Linked DNA regions of Mus musculus: region 1 is linked to region 2. A link is a contact called in public promoter capture Hi-C data. All regions are on one chromosome and are shown on one strand. Each heading gives the region's core, a stretch centred on a gene start, on an enhancer-like site or on the middle of the called end of the contact. The rest is flanking DNA. Distances are from core to core; before and after follow the strand shown.

Region 1 (7,564 bases), core at 2,067-4,566, 2.5 Mb after region 2:
GGGTAACGAAACCCTGGCCTGAGCAGCTTTAAAATAAGACTTATGAGCGTAACTATCCTTAGAACAAGAAACTTTATTTAATGTGAAATTTTTATATGCTGACAAGAAAGTTTAATTAAAAAAGTCGTGTTGCTGGGGTTCCAACCTAGGACACGCTAGGTGAGTGCCTTGCCACTGAGCTACCCAGCCCTTACGGTGAGAGGAAAATGTAACCGGTTGAAGGTTAGGCTTAAAAACAACAAAAAAGAATAAAGGATGCCAGAACGAGCATTTACTCAATATCAACGGAAAGACCCTTCACCAGGGAAAAACGGCAAGAACGGAGTGTTTCACTGATGTCCCGTTAGGAAACAAAGAGCACAGGAGGCTGGAAGCTCACAGTATGTATTTTTAAGTGTTGGGTTTGGCTCAGGTAGGATGAAAGGAGTTATTTTATTTGGTAGGAAGTGCTGTTTTTTAGCTGAATTGTCTATCCTGTGGCTGTGATGACTGAGTGACTGTCAGTGGAAGACATCTGGGTTTTTGTATCAAGGCCAGACTTGGCTATTACATTAACAAGAAAATTAAAACTTACTGTTGCAGGAGCTGGGGTGGGAGGTGGGGCATAAGATGGTCTTTCTGTTTGAAAGAAAATAAATAACTTCTTGTAAACAACTGAGATATAATACTATGCAACAAAACTACCAATGGTCCTGCTTTGAAGAAAAAAAAAAATGAGAGTATTTTGGAATTCCCATTTGCTAGGGCATTAGTCTCGTATTAACACAGATTGATAAATATAAAAATTGAAACTTACTTGACATTTTGGAAGATTAAGTTCTCAGTTCCTTAAGAATGAATCTGAGACACTAAAATAAAAAAAAAGAAAAAAAAGAAAAAAAAAGAGAATCAAAACTCAGCAAGCATAAGAGAATGTTTTCCTAAAGAATAGGGTAGTTTGGTATTTCTGAGCAAAATTACTTCACTATTAATTGCTAGTAATCAAGCCTTTTGCATATTTTTAACTAGTTCTTACATTCATTTGATTGATCAGAATTAAATGATGAAAATAAATTACTGGGAAATTTAGAGTTATATTAGAGATGGATTTTTAGGTTTTTGCTTATGATACTGAGAGCAGCGTCTTGTATGGAAAACATTTTGCTGATGCCATGCAAACGATTACTTAGACTGATAAAAAAAAATAATGACAATAGAATGTGATGTATTATCCGGGTGACCCCAACAAGGCCTACCAGATACTGACAACCCCTGATTAGAAGCTCTGCCTTATTTAGGGAACATCTTTCATTGAAACAGAGTCATGTCTTATTCCTGGAGGCAGTGTGAAAGGTAAGTCAGTATGATAACAAACTTTACATTCTCTTTTGTTGGTAAATAGTTTCATAAGAGCCGGGAACAATTTTCTGAGGCTACTTACAGGACACATGTTGTTCCTTTACAGCTCATTTCAGAAATTATCTCAGGTACTTTCTTGATACATCATCGGGACAGAATAAATTATATCTCGTCTCTGTATTCCTACATGGCTTACAAAGACCAGCGGCACTTTCCCTCCAACAACATGTGAATGTGCTAGGTTTTGCCTTGCAAGAGAGGAGGGATGGTCTAATTTATTACTGTATTATTCAAACATAGCTCAAGTCTTCATAAATTTGGTCCTAGTATGGCCAGCTCGAAACATGGACATATCTGAGCTTGTTCCTTACTCAACATAGACCACAAATGGTAATGCATAAGAGATGAAAACTTATTTTTAGAAGGATGGTGAATACACTTTTTTTTCTCCTAGTTTTCATTTTAAGGAAGTGCCTCAAATCATCAAGGTAAGAGTTTCTGATGTGGAAATAGCTAAGTTTTTTCAATTCATCTCTTTTTTTCCTTCCATCAACACCCAGTAGGCCTTGCTGTGGGGAGCCCCGACAGAAACTGTGACAGGGTCCCTGGTACCTTACACTTCACTGCTAATACTTACAAATGATTGCTCTCCCGGGCTAAGCATATAAACTCTAGTAGTGAGTGGATCTAACCATTGTGCCTGGGACGCAACTCTGTATTTATTGAATTAATTACCTTACTGGTCAGGCTTATAACACAGTCTTACTCACTAGTCACAACGACCCTACCCGATGCGTATGACTGTCCCCATTTTACAAAGGAAGAAAACAGTCTCGGGGCGATTAAGTGTCTAAGGCCAGAGACCCGGAATTGTCAGAGATGGGTTTAAACCCAACCCACACCGTCTCAGACTTCACTCCAGGCCACCCCGGGAATCCTTAAGTCGCTGCCTGAACCAAATAAAAAATAAAAATAAACAAAGGGGGGGGGGGACGACCACCTTCGTGGTGGGTGAGGATCCCCGCTGGCCTTGCCCAGAGGGTTTCCGGAGATCCTTTCCCTGGAGTTTTGTGGCGGGCGGAGGGCGAGCTTTTCTGGAAACTCCCCTGCAGGGGGTTGTGCATTGGTGCTCACCGGCGTCGGGAGTCCCGCGGAAAGGGACTACCGGCGCCTCCGAGGAGCTGTTCCGGACGGGGTTGCCCCGCCGCCGCTAGGCCTCACCGAGGCCGCACCGGCTCTAGCTCCCGCCTCGCAGCCGAGGCCGAACCCCAGCACCCCGCGGGAGCTCGGGGTCCCGCCAAGCAGAAACACCACCGCTCGCCACCCTTCCCCGACCGGGTTGGGCCCACTGGGAAACACTCACCCGCGGGCCGAGCAGGCGCCCGCAGCTCCGGCTTCGCTTCCCTTTGTCCCGCGCTCGCCCCGCCCCTCGCGCCGGAGCTTCCGCGCTCGCACTTTCCACACGCTCCCGGGAATTGTCTGCCGGCCGCGGCCGGCTCCCGGCAGACGAACAGCCCTTCCAGTGAGCACGCGGCGAGGCTTAGGGCGCCAAGGATTTTTAAAAAAAATTTCGTCAGGCTCCTGGGTTTCCTCAGAAGTCTTCCAATTTGGATCCCGTCCCAGTCGGGCGCCGATTCGTCACGGCGAGGAGGGCGGAGAAGGCTGGGCCGCGTTGCGGGCCCTGGTTCGCGGCCCGGCGGCAGGAACTGCGCAGACTGCGCGCCCGGGGCTTCACTGAGGCGGTGGGCGCCGCCGCGTGAGGCGGGCGCCGGAGGGGAAAGGCTCGCCGGAGCCTCTCCCGGGAGAGGGTGGGACGCAGTTCCCACACACCATGCACTCTGGCTTTTCCCTTCGCTCTGGTCTTCAGTCCTCCGCTGATGGACGTATGAATGGAGAAGATGGAGAATGTAGGCGGGGAGGACCCGGGTCGCTGCGTTTAGGTCCTTGCTGGCGCCCAGCGGGGCTCCCCTGCCTCCGCCTAAGCGAAAAGCAACACGGGAGTTTTGTAGTTTTCCCAGATGTTTCTAGAGGTCGAGTGATGGCGGCGGGTTTCTGCGCCTAGGGTCCTCAGATGTCAGCTCACTCCTTCCAGCTGGCATACCTGTGACAATTCACATCCCTTCCCAGGAGGGCCAGTTCAGCTCAGCCTCGCTTGTCTTTAAACAGTTCAGTGTTTCTTTGTGATGCCCTCCTGGAACTTTCCCAAGCCGGTCCTGTATCTGATACCCTCTATATGGGATTGGGCCATCTGCTATCTTGGAAAGTCTTGAAAACAAAGTTTTAGGCATCTGGACCGGACAATTTCATAATTACCAATGATTTCTAAGGGCTAGACATGTAATTGTTCAGTGAGTGTGCGTGGAGCCACCTTTCTGGACCATTCCAGGGCTATTTTTTTTTTAAACTAATTAACGAATACTTTGGCGGATTATACAAAGTAGAGAACACTTGGCTAGTGTGGGTCACGTCACGGTGGAGGAAAAATGAACAGAGCATCTGTGGTTATCTAAGGTCAATGTTAGCATCTAGAGAAACTGGCTGAATGCTGGGACTACCTGTTGGCCCTTATCCTGGTTGTGACAACAGGAAGTGAGGTATCTTTAGAAGTGATAAGTGATAATACTGTCCAGTTCTTCCATCGCCCAATATTTTCATACTCTGGTGAAATTATCGAAATGAACCGGTATTGTAAGGAAAGACTAAAGGAGAGGTTTGTTTTGTTTTGTTTTCAGATGAATGCATAGCATAAGGGAATGATCTGAAAATGTTTTTTTTTTAACACAAAGAGCATAGAGAAGGTGAATGTAGGATCCACACAATTACAGCAGGGATCCAGTGGCTTCTTCCTCTGCCCAGTAATTCCAGCCTTGTTACTTCCCGGTCTTAGCAAGGACTATGGAATGGTGGAAAAGGGGGTACAGGCACAGTGCTCCGGAGCATGTGTGCACGCGCATGCATGCTGCAAGGTGCCATTCCCAGCTGGGCAGTTAGTTCTCTGAAACTCAGCGGTGTCTGCATGCTGTGGTGGGAAAGGGCTGGCACAAAATTGGCTTAAAAAAGGGGAATTGATTGAGTTCTAAGTGGACAGCGGCATGGCATTCTTTCTTGTTCTTTTTACTTCTGTGAGGCGCTAGGGATTGAATCCAGGGTCCCGAACAGGTCCTGCAGCACTTTTCTTTCCTTTCCTTTTTTCTTTTTTTTTTGGTTTTCCGAGACAGGGTTTCTTTGTGTAGCCCTGGCTGTCCTGGAACTCATTCTGTAGACCAGGCTGTCCTCGAACTCAGAAATCTGCCTGCCTCTGCCTCCCGAGTGCTGGGATTAAAGGCGTACGCCACCACACCCGGCCTGCAGCACTTTTCAAATAATGCTGTCTACTATTATATCTCCCCAGAATTATAGGATTTTATAATTATGGTTATGATGCGTGTGTGTGTGTGTGTGTGTGTGTGTGTGTGTGTGTTTGTAGGATCTTACTACGTAGTTCAGGCTGGTCTGGAACTCAAAATCTTTCCTCTGCCTTCCACGAGCTGGGATCGCAGGTGTGTACTGTCAGCACCTAGCTGGATTTTAAAACTTAATCCTTAATTTATCTTGGAAACCAAGTTAAACCCTTCATCTCCTATCACTGGAGCTGTCTTCCTCAAGTGATTTAGCTTTGTTTGGCTTAACCATGCACAGACATCTTTGAAATAGGAGAACCCAAATACAAGGAAGCCTTAGAGTTCATGTTTAAATTTTTTTTTATTATGGTGGCATCATTTACTTTGGTAAATTCATATTCTGATTTTAAAATGCCTCAAAGCAAACAAAACTCATTTACAAATTCAAGTACTGCATGTTACACACAGAATAGCCACACAGTGGAACTTCTCTAGCAAGCTGTTAATTCACAATGCCCAGTCCCAACACTGCAGTAGATTGCACTAAATGTATCGCTTTATCGTAATTGTTGTTGCATAATGCAGTAACCAGTACAATGGCTAATATGATTGCAGTCAAAGCTTTAATAAAGTAGCAGCATTTAATGATGAATACTCCCCCTCCCTTTTTTTTTTCCCTGAGGTCCAGACCCAGTGCCTCCTATGTGCTAGGTGAAGTTCTGCCACCTTGCGGTACCCCCAGCCTGAAAGAAACATTTAATGTGTAGGATGCAATTTTAGGTCAGGCGCTTATTCAAGAATAAGTGCTTAATATGCTGTTGTAACATTGAAGAACAGCATCGTTCATTTTTACTCACTAACTAGAGTGAGTCAGGCTGAAGGCAACCTGGAGTAATGAAAAAGGGGAACGTTAAACCTCTGGATTACACTAAAAGCTAACTAATGTAAGTTCCTTGTGGCTAAAGCATATTTACTAGTCAACATATATACACACATGTGGAGAGGGAGGGAGGGGGAGAGGAGGGTGGGCTTTGAAGGCCCCACTAAAATGCTAATATAGCTGTAGCCCTTAGATGATACTTGAGCTGAGAACAAAGAACAGTGGCCAATGGTTTGTACTCCTTATTTGTTGTTGTTTAGGAAAAAAAAAGCCTAAAATATCTAAATGTCGTAAAACAGATATCTACTATTTAAGGTCTCAAAGTAAATGTACCTGCATTAAACAAATTTAGGTTGTTTTTTAAAAAACAAAACAAACTTTGCAATGGGGCTAGAGAGATGGCTCAGAGGTTAAGAGCAGTGGCTGCTCTTCTAGAGGTCCTGAGTTCAATTCCCAGTAACCACATGGTGGCTCACAACCATCTGTCATGAGATCTGATGCCCTCCTTCTGGGGTGCAAGCATATATGTATAGCAAGTAAATAATAACAATTAAAAACAAAACCAGAAAACAACTTTGCAACAATTTTTCACTTATTCACAAATATATTTTACATCTCTATTTATTACAGTTTGAACAATTTAAAATCAAGTTCTGCAGGCACTCTTAGCTCAGATAGCAGTACTATGCTGTTAGCTCACAGAAATGACTGCAAGGACTATTTCTCTGAGTTCATAGACTCTTTCCTCTCAGGCCCATAGCACACGCTACTCACACTTCATTTTGCAGATGGTGAGCAGCTGGGTAACTGTCCTGGTAACTGGATTCACCACAATCTCAATGTGCTTTAAAAGGTTTGTACAGCTGGAGTGTGTGTATGTCCGGGTGTGTGTGTGTGTGTGTGTGTACAACCTTTAACTTTCAACAAACTAACTCTCCCGATACTGATTTTTAAAAAGCTTTAAGATAAAGATATAGAGTAACCCAATTTTATTAATAATCAAAATTGCCTTGGAGAGTGCTCTACAGTCCATTCAGAATCGCTCATGGATGGAACACTTCGTCATTCCCAGGGTTCAAATGATTGTCTCAAAAGGGAAAGTCCTAAGTGAATACTGAGTCTGCTCCTTAAACAGTTTGTTCCTAACTGCTGCCTTTTTAGAAGTGGAACATTCTAGGTTCAGCTGGTCCTGAAACCACGGAGAGTAACTCACCGTAGCTCTTCAGTTTTCAAACAAGCTATTTTGTTTTCCTTGGGATGTTTAGCTTTTGAGGAAAATTACAGGCTTAATGAAGCCACCTTAATACTTAAAGTCTCTGATAAAGCTCGCCAGAATAAAGACTATTTAGATGACAAATAAAACAGAATCCACACTGGATTTCTGATTTATTTTTAAGCAGCCCCTCTCAAAAAACAAAACAAAACAAAACAGCAAAAAACCCCTGCTCATCTTTGGAGTCCTAGCTGCAGCATCTCTTACTTATGTGTTCTCTGAAGAGAGCCAGAGCCCACAGCATCTTAACACTATCTATCCATGTAAAATAACTTACACTTGGGACTGGGGGTCTGTATGGCCTACATAGGTCCATCCTGGTGCCCTTGCTAAACACTCTCTCTGGGTTAGTTGGTTCCTGGTGGGGGTTTGATGGAGGGAATACTGCAGGATCTTCTCATGATAAGTCTGACTTCGATATCTGGCAGATTATCTTGTCTACTCTCTAAACAGCCCTCATCCGTGGCTGCTAGATGGAGATCAAACCGGAGAGAGACGGACTTTTTCCTCAGTCGAGGGTTATCTTTAAAGAATGAACCTTCCCATTCTTTTATAACTTCATCCACTTTCTCTGTCCTGAAATGAGAAAACAAACTCGTTTTTACAGAAGAAGAAATAGACGCAATGTATAGTTCATATTCATGAAAGAGAAATGTGTATAATGTATAGGGTGTAGGATTTTAACAGTTTAGA
Region 2 (7,292 bases), core at 4,180-6,679:
TCAGCACTGGGATCACGGGCTTTCTACGTGGGTGCTAAGGATCTGATCTCAGCTCGTGCTTTACAGCAACCCTTTGACGGACATCCACGTCCCCAGCATCAGCTCCACACAGTGAGCTGCAGATGCTGGGTCCGTTCCTATGAATTAGAACTACTCCAAGTCAGACACACTGCCACGTGCTATCATCTCAGCTACTCTGTGGGCTCGGGCGAGAATCTGGGGCATTTGAGGCCAGGCTGGAGCTAAATACACCAGCTCTATCTCAGAAAACAAAGCTAAACTAAACTAAACCAAAAGAGTACTCCAGCCCCAGAGTTTTCTAAAACTGAGATGAGCTGTGGCAGGATACTGTTAAACATTCTCAACTTCTGTTATAAAGCACACAGAACTGTTTTTTTTTTCACTTTAATTGCTTTGTGGGAGGAGGGGAGTATGTATGTATTCACTTTTCCCCCCGTTTATACAGTTTTGCTAGGTCACGTGGCATGAACGGAGGGAGACTTGCTGGTTTCCTTTCACTGACATAACCACCTGAGTGCGAGCATTTCTCAAGCTCCTCAGCCTGCCACGCTCTAAGTTCTTCTCCCTCGTAACCCTAGCTCCCCTGTGATCCCCCAGATCCATTCAGACCTGAGAAGGCCCGAGAGCAAACTCACACCAAGCCGGCGTTCCTCTGCAGCTGCTTCCTCAGCCACACAAACTCACGGTAGCGCCGCCGCACACAGGACGTCTTGGCGGTAAAAGCCTTGCTGTTCGTCTAGGGGAGAAATCCGGAAAAGCCTTAGTCCCTCATGAGTTCACCACCGCCACCCTAAGGGGACGGATTATCAGGCTACTGGGTCCCAGACCAAGATGCCACCAGGCACCTGGAAGCCATTCTGTGTCCCCTCAAGCTAGTCCTCTCCCCACTCTTTCTTGTAAATCTTCTGTCGGGAACACCCACAAACCATTTTTGACCTCAGCACAGCCCACAGCCCTGCAGCTGACACCATCACTAAAGCTTGACTCACATGGAGGAATATCTTATAGTCCACGTAAGAATTCCAGGAGCCTTCATTCTGCACCCTGGGGTCCTGAACTCGAACTGTGATCACCTCCTGCAGATTAGAAAACAAACAAACAAACAAAAGCCCCTTCAACTTCAGTTCAGCTCAGCCCCACAGAGAGAATGGTGTTTGGTTTTGGCTTTGGAGTCCTGCTGGCAGGAGCTCACTAGGTAGACTAACTGCCTTCACTGTGTGGCAGTTCTCGCCCGTCTGCCTCCTCAGTGTTGAGATCAATGAAGCAACACACCCAGCTTGCAAGGCAGCTCTGACCACACAGCAGTACCCAGAGTTCCTTAGTACCAACTTTCAGTCATTTCGCCATTCATTCAACAAGCATTTCCTGATCACGGGCGCATGTCAGGCTCTGTGCTAAGAGAGAACATGATCAAGAAATGAAATTCCCTCTTCTCCGGAATAGTACAGTGTAGGCCTTGGAAGGCTAAGGCAGGAGAATCAAAAGTTCAAGGCCTTACCTGAGGAACTTGGTGAGACTCAATCAACCAACCAATCAATCAATCAATCAATCAATCAACAATCAGCTATGGACAATGGCTCCCCACTGTGATCCCAACACTCAGGAAGAGGCAGGAGGATTGCCATCAAGTTGAGGGTCAGCTGGGTCCACATGGCAAGTTCTAGGCCAAACAGGACTATATAGTGAGACTCTCTCAATAAATAAATAAAGATAAAAGAGAGCTAGGAATATAAATACATGGCTCAATGCCAGAGCTGAGCACTTGCAAGGCCCTGAGATTAATGTGCATGGGGAAAAGGTAGACAGATAAGGACAAAGCATTATGATATATATATAATATATGTTTTATATATATTATATGTATATATAAATATATTATATATATGGACATATGTGTATATGTATGAAAATCTCCTAATGAGCCCCATTTCTTGGGTGACAACCAAAACCTTCATTTAAACAAAGCTTATATTCTAGTACATTCCAACCAGTGGAAGAGTTAGTCAAACTGGAGGCTCCCTTCTCCGCACATACACTTGCTACTGTTTTCCTTCTCCTAGCTTTAATGTGAGCCCGTGAGAAACACCAAGAGTATTAATGGGGAGAAAGCACTGCTGTGTAGCCTTGACTGTCCTGGAACTCACTCTGTAGACCAGGCTGGTCTTGAACTCAGAAATCCTCCTGCCTCTGCCTCCCGAGTGCTGGGATTAAAGGCGTGCACCACCACTGCCTGGTCTGTGTCCCCTCCTCTTAAGTGGCCCTCCGACTCTGACCCACCCGGAGACCCTGCTTACCTCCAGGTCTTGGTTCTCCAACATCCTATACCACAAGCCCATGGGAAGGGCACATCTGAGGTGGGGGAGCAGAGACGTGGGAAGAAGCAGTTAGCACATCCTCACCAGGTTCTCTCAGAGCAAAACCCCAAAGCTTTTAATAGATGTCCCGTGGGGAAACCCAGGTAGGTAACTTTCCCCCAACCCCAATTATGTGTAAAACCTGAAAGAGGAAGGGGGAACCCCACATTAGTTAGCCGCAAGCTAAAAACCCTGGGGAATTTGCCTCCTAGGGGCATAAGGAGAGTGTGTTGTGGCCAGAGAGGCAGGTGGGTTTCACTGTAAAACTTTTGCCCAAGAACTGTGGCTTAACAATCTTGTGGAACAGAGCCTTGAAAAGGAGCCTACCAGCACCCCCTCCTGGTTATTTAGAGACAACCAAGTCCTTACAAATACCAATCTCTCTTCGTCTTGCTAACCAAAGTCACCTCCATACAGGTGGGTGCTCCTAGGGGTGAAGAGGCCAGCTACAGTTTACCACCTTCCCTGACCAGCTAGCTCTCCAGACCTGGAGCCAACCACTACAATCAGTTGCGATCCTGCCATGCCATCCGGTTTGTACCTCTGCCCAAGCACCCCACAGCTTCTCAGGTCAACTCAGGATGCATTCCGCTCCTTTGTAAAGATTCATTAAAGCCTAAGCCACTCATTTCCCCCAGTGTGGTAGTTTATGCGTACAGCGACATCGCCCACTCCAACACGGGGACCATGAAGGCTGGAACACAGGGTTACTGGATTCCAAAGGGGCCCATGATGTCACCTTCTGTTAAAATACAGCACTAATCTTGTTACTCCTAGAGCCGCTCCAACTGCAGCCACCCTGGCTGCCGCCTCCACCCCCTTCCTCTCTCTTAAGAGCAGAACAATAAGGTTTAATTTCCCTTTCCAATTTACCTTGAAATGAAAACTGACTCCAGCCAATATGTACTGCCAACAAATGATGCGGGCTGGCTCCTGGGAAAACAAGGCTCTCTCTAAGCTCTCCCTCTCTCCTCCTCCCATGCCCATCCGCACACCCACTCGTTTTTTACAGTCCCACAATTAATTTTAAACACATTCTCTTATTAGTTCTGCCTTACCATTAGCAGAGTGCATAATGAGCTTCCGTCTATTTTATGTTTTGCTAACATAGGGCTAATGTTTCAAAGGAAGGGAAACTCGTTTACGGCATGAAATTAGCAAAGCAAACAGCTTTTGCAATTCTTCCCAATATCCCAGAAGGTCTCTCTACAGACAGACATGGCATGCGGGGACAAAGCTGCATGGCAGATAACAAAACAGAGCTGAACTGTGGAGCAAACCCGAGGTTTTGTGATTTCAACACCATAATAAACAGCATTCTTGCTGACAGTCTGATTTTTTTCATCCGCAGCAGTCACCACCTCCAAGAGGCCCTAGACTGAAAGGCAGGAAATCTCAATTCCCCAATAACCCAGTCCGACAGTCCAGACGGGTACAGACAAAGATCTGTGACCAAAACCAACAGGCTTTCTGTGAATATTAATTAGCCTGCTGGGATTTCCCCCTCTCTTCTCCTCTTAGGCGCTTGCTAAACTGCCAACGGAAGAACAGAAAGTTAAATATTCTTAAGTGGTTTTGTTGTTGTTGTTGTTGTTTGGTTTGGTTTGTGTTTGTAGTACAACAGAAAAGATGACAAGAAAGAAAGGCATCTATCCACTTAGGGGAGATCACACCACTCTGCCTGGAAAAGTCTGTGAAACTCAAGACTCTAGTTCAGTAACTGTTCATCAGACGTTTGGTATAAAGAGTTTGCTAGGGGCCTGCAGCACCCCCATGTGGAAGTTTTTCTCCTTTGTTTTGGAGCTAATGTCATAGAGAAACAAATAAACTGTCTTTTAAGACATTCCAAGTCTCCTGGGTCTCTGTAGGCTCAAGGCTAAGCGTAAAAGGCACTAAGAAGGTTCTGGTGGTCAATTTCCCCTAAGACACTGAGACTGCAAAAAGCAGACTCCGTTTCCAACAACCACTGCTCTTCATCACTGTCCTTCCCAACGACACCACTCTCAGTCGTTATTCCTGGAGAAACAGCAAGTTCTTAACTTCACCTCCATGACCCGTCCAAAGAGGTGGATCTGTGCATCCATTAAGGAAGGGCAGAGTCAAGTAACCTCGAAAGGTGAGGAAACTTACTCCATGCTAACTACATTCCCGGGGCCTTTTCCATCCCATCTGAAGCGCTCACTGCTTCCCTCGGCAGTACCAGCACCCATAGTCCCGGGAAAGAGCCAAGGGGTTTGGTGTGTACAAAGTTTGACGCATTGTAAAGCTCACAGCTGCTAATTCAGGGGAGCAATTCAAAGCTTTCTCATTTTCTCCGCCTCTTAAAACTACTTCAAGGGACACGTAAAAAACACATCAGGCTGTAAAAAAGATTGCACCAAGGAGTCTCCCGCCCCTCCTTACTCGTTCTTGAGCCTTTGGTGTCAACAGACAGCAATTCTAAAACCTCGCCTTCCTAAATACCCACAGGTGTTCGAGGAAGCTCTTCCGCCTGACAGAAAACCTGTCCCGTCCATCAAGCAGCTGTTCTCATTTTTCAGTCGGTAACCCACTCCTTTCACCTGCAAGTAACAAAGGAAGAGCATAGTTTCCAGTATCTGCGAAAAATATCTGCCATTCCCTTCCACTGCCGGCCACTTGGGTAGACATCCCTAATTCTGACTCCGGCCACTCCTTTCCATTCTTTAGCAAACTCAGATGGAAACCAGCCCAACGGTCCTTCTCTTTTCCCGGCTAAATCGGGACGGAAAGACGATTTTCAAGGTATATTGAAAAGCCAGGCTTCCTTTCTTCTTGGGTCCCAGCAAGCCCTCACTTTCATACCAGGCAGTAAGGCAGCCCCCTCCCTAGTGTGTCAACCGAGGCCATCACTCAAATGCCACCACCACGGCTCAAGCCAGCATCCCATTCCCAAGCAGCACCTACGAGCCGCGGCCACGCCCACGCCCCCTCACCTGAGAGCAGCAGCAGCAGCTCTCCACAGCGACACCACCAGCACCGCACCATATAGTCCGATACCGGCTTCTCCTTCCGGGTGAGTCGCCGGTGCCCCGGTGCACGACGGGAGGCGGCTCCCGACGGGCCAATCCTGAGTGTCCCGGACGCCCCACCCCTGAAGACCAGGGCTCTCAGTGGCGATCGCTGGTCAGAGGAGGCTCTCCATCCCGCCCAGGCCTAAGCTGAAATCCGCATCTTTCCGGAAATCGCTAGGGGGCGCGGGAGGCGGAGCGCAAAGACCGAGACCCCGCAAAGTCCACTCCGGTGCCGTGTCCCGCCCACCGCCATTAGGCGGGCCAATCAGCGCTCAGGGAACGTGTTTGAAGGCCGACGAAAGCATCTTAGGAGCCTAAACGTCTTCAGGGTGTTAAAGAGCAGTAAGTGTGGGAGGTTTCTCGCGTTCCTGAAGCCTTACTAAGATCTAAGATCTCGAAAGTCTGGGTTTGAACCTCAGAGGTTGCAGTTCCCCATCTAAACTGTCAAGGGCACTGCCAGTTTGATTTGGAAAACCCACAGATTATCCCAACAGCAGACGAGAAAGTTGACAACAGTTGTCAAGCCCAAAGAAGGATCATACAGTTAGTAAGCAAGAAAAAGCCGGTGAAAATGCTTACTATAGAAATATCTAAAGTCCGGGCTGGAGAGACGGCTCAGGGGGTAAGAGCACCCGACTGCTCTTCGGAAGGTCCTGAGTTCAAATCCCAGCAACCACGTGGTGGCTCACAACCATCTGTAATGAGATCTGATGCCCTGTTCTGGAGTGTCTGAGGACAGCTACAGTGTACTTACATGTAATAAATAAATACATCTTTTTTAAAAAGACAAAAAAAAATATCTTAAAGTCCTCTTAAGCCAATGGAAGTGGCTCACGCCCAGAATCCTAACACTTGGCCATTAAAGACATATAGTGAGCTCTAGGATACGGAGTAAGGCTGTTGGAAAACACAAACGAAAAGCCTCCTTGATCTGTTAAAAAGTTAATTTTAGGGCTGGTGAGATGGCTCAGTTGGTAAGAGCACCCGACTGCTCTTCCAAAGGTCTGAAGTTCAAATCCCAGCAACCACATGGTGGCTCACAACCATCTGTAATGAGATCTGACTCCCTCTTCTGGAGTGTTTGAAGACAGCTACAGTGTACTTACATATAATAAAAATAAATAAGTCTTTAAAAAAAAAGTTAATTTTACCTCTGTAACCCCAGCACTTGGAAGTAGAGGCAGGAACTGAAGGCCAACGCCAACTATATAGTGAGTTTCAGGCTAGCTTGGGCTACCTAAGACCCTGCCTCAAAAACAGCAAGACAGGAGTTGGCAAAATGGCTTCAGAAGATGAGTTCAGGACCCCCAAATTCACACAGTTCACACATTCCTGCAACTCCCACTTCAATGGATCCGAGGCATACACACATCAAAAATAAATATTTTTATTTTTTGTAGCTGTTTTGCCTATAAATAGGTTGTGTACCATGTGTCTACCTGAAACCCTACGAGGCCAGATGAGGGCCTTAGATCTCCTGGCACTGGAGTTAGAAGTAGTTGGAACCATTGTGTGGGTGTTGGGAACTGAACCCTGCACCTATACAAGAACAGAAAGTACTCTCAACCTCAAAGTCATTTCTCTAATCCTAACTCCCCTTAAAAACAGATGGGCTCTTATAAAAGTGTGGGTCAGATGAAAACCCAGTACTACACTGACTTGAACTGCTCCTAAATGTTTGTAGAGCCAGTGCAAAACACAATGGTAGTTACCAATCCAGGTGGATATTATTTATGTAATTCAAAACAGAATTTCTCAGGCCTTTGGTCTCAGGATCCTTTTACACAAACTTTTAAAATCATAGGGACATTTAATAGCTTTTGCTAATGTAGAAATCACTGACTTAGAAATAAAAATTGAGAGATTGAGGCAGGAGAGCCAGCAC

What was found. Promoter capture Hi-C pulls out the DNA fragments that hold promoters and counts their contacts.
Region 1: a promoter capture Hi-C map of pre-B cells shows a contact between it and region 2, with 5 times the contacts expected there. The contact joins the promoter of Smarce1 here to the promoter of Snx11 in region 2. A contact is called at or near these places in 2 of 39 promoter capture datasets (liver and pre-B cells).

Annotation. Positions count from the first base shown.
Region 1 is chr11:99,227,701-99,235,264 of GRCm38.p6, forward strand. Smarce1 (SWI/SNF related, matrix associated, actin dependent regulator of chromatin, subfamily e, member 1) reads right to left here and starts at 3,317. Exons shown (of 11, transcript NM_020618.4): 1 at 2,702-3,317; 2 at 797-848; 3 at 575-618. The coding sequence starts at 803. Krt222 (keratin 222) reads right to left here. Exons shown (of 6, transcript NM_172946.3): 6 at 5,061-7,447. The coding sequence ends at 7,219.
Region 2 is chr11:96,772,126-96,779,417 of GRCm38.p6, forward strand. It overlaps Snx11 (sorting nexin 11), which reads right to left and starts at 5,430. Exons shown (of 8, transcript NM_001163389.1): 1 at 5,330-5,430; 2 at 4,843-4,936; 3 at 2,316-2,370; 4 at 1,011-1,097; 5 at 657-757. The coding sequence starts at 2,357.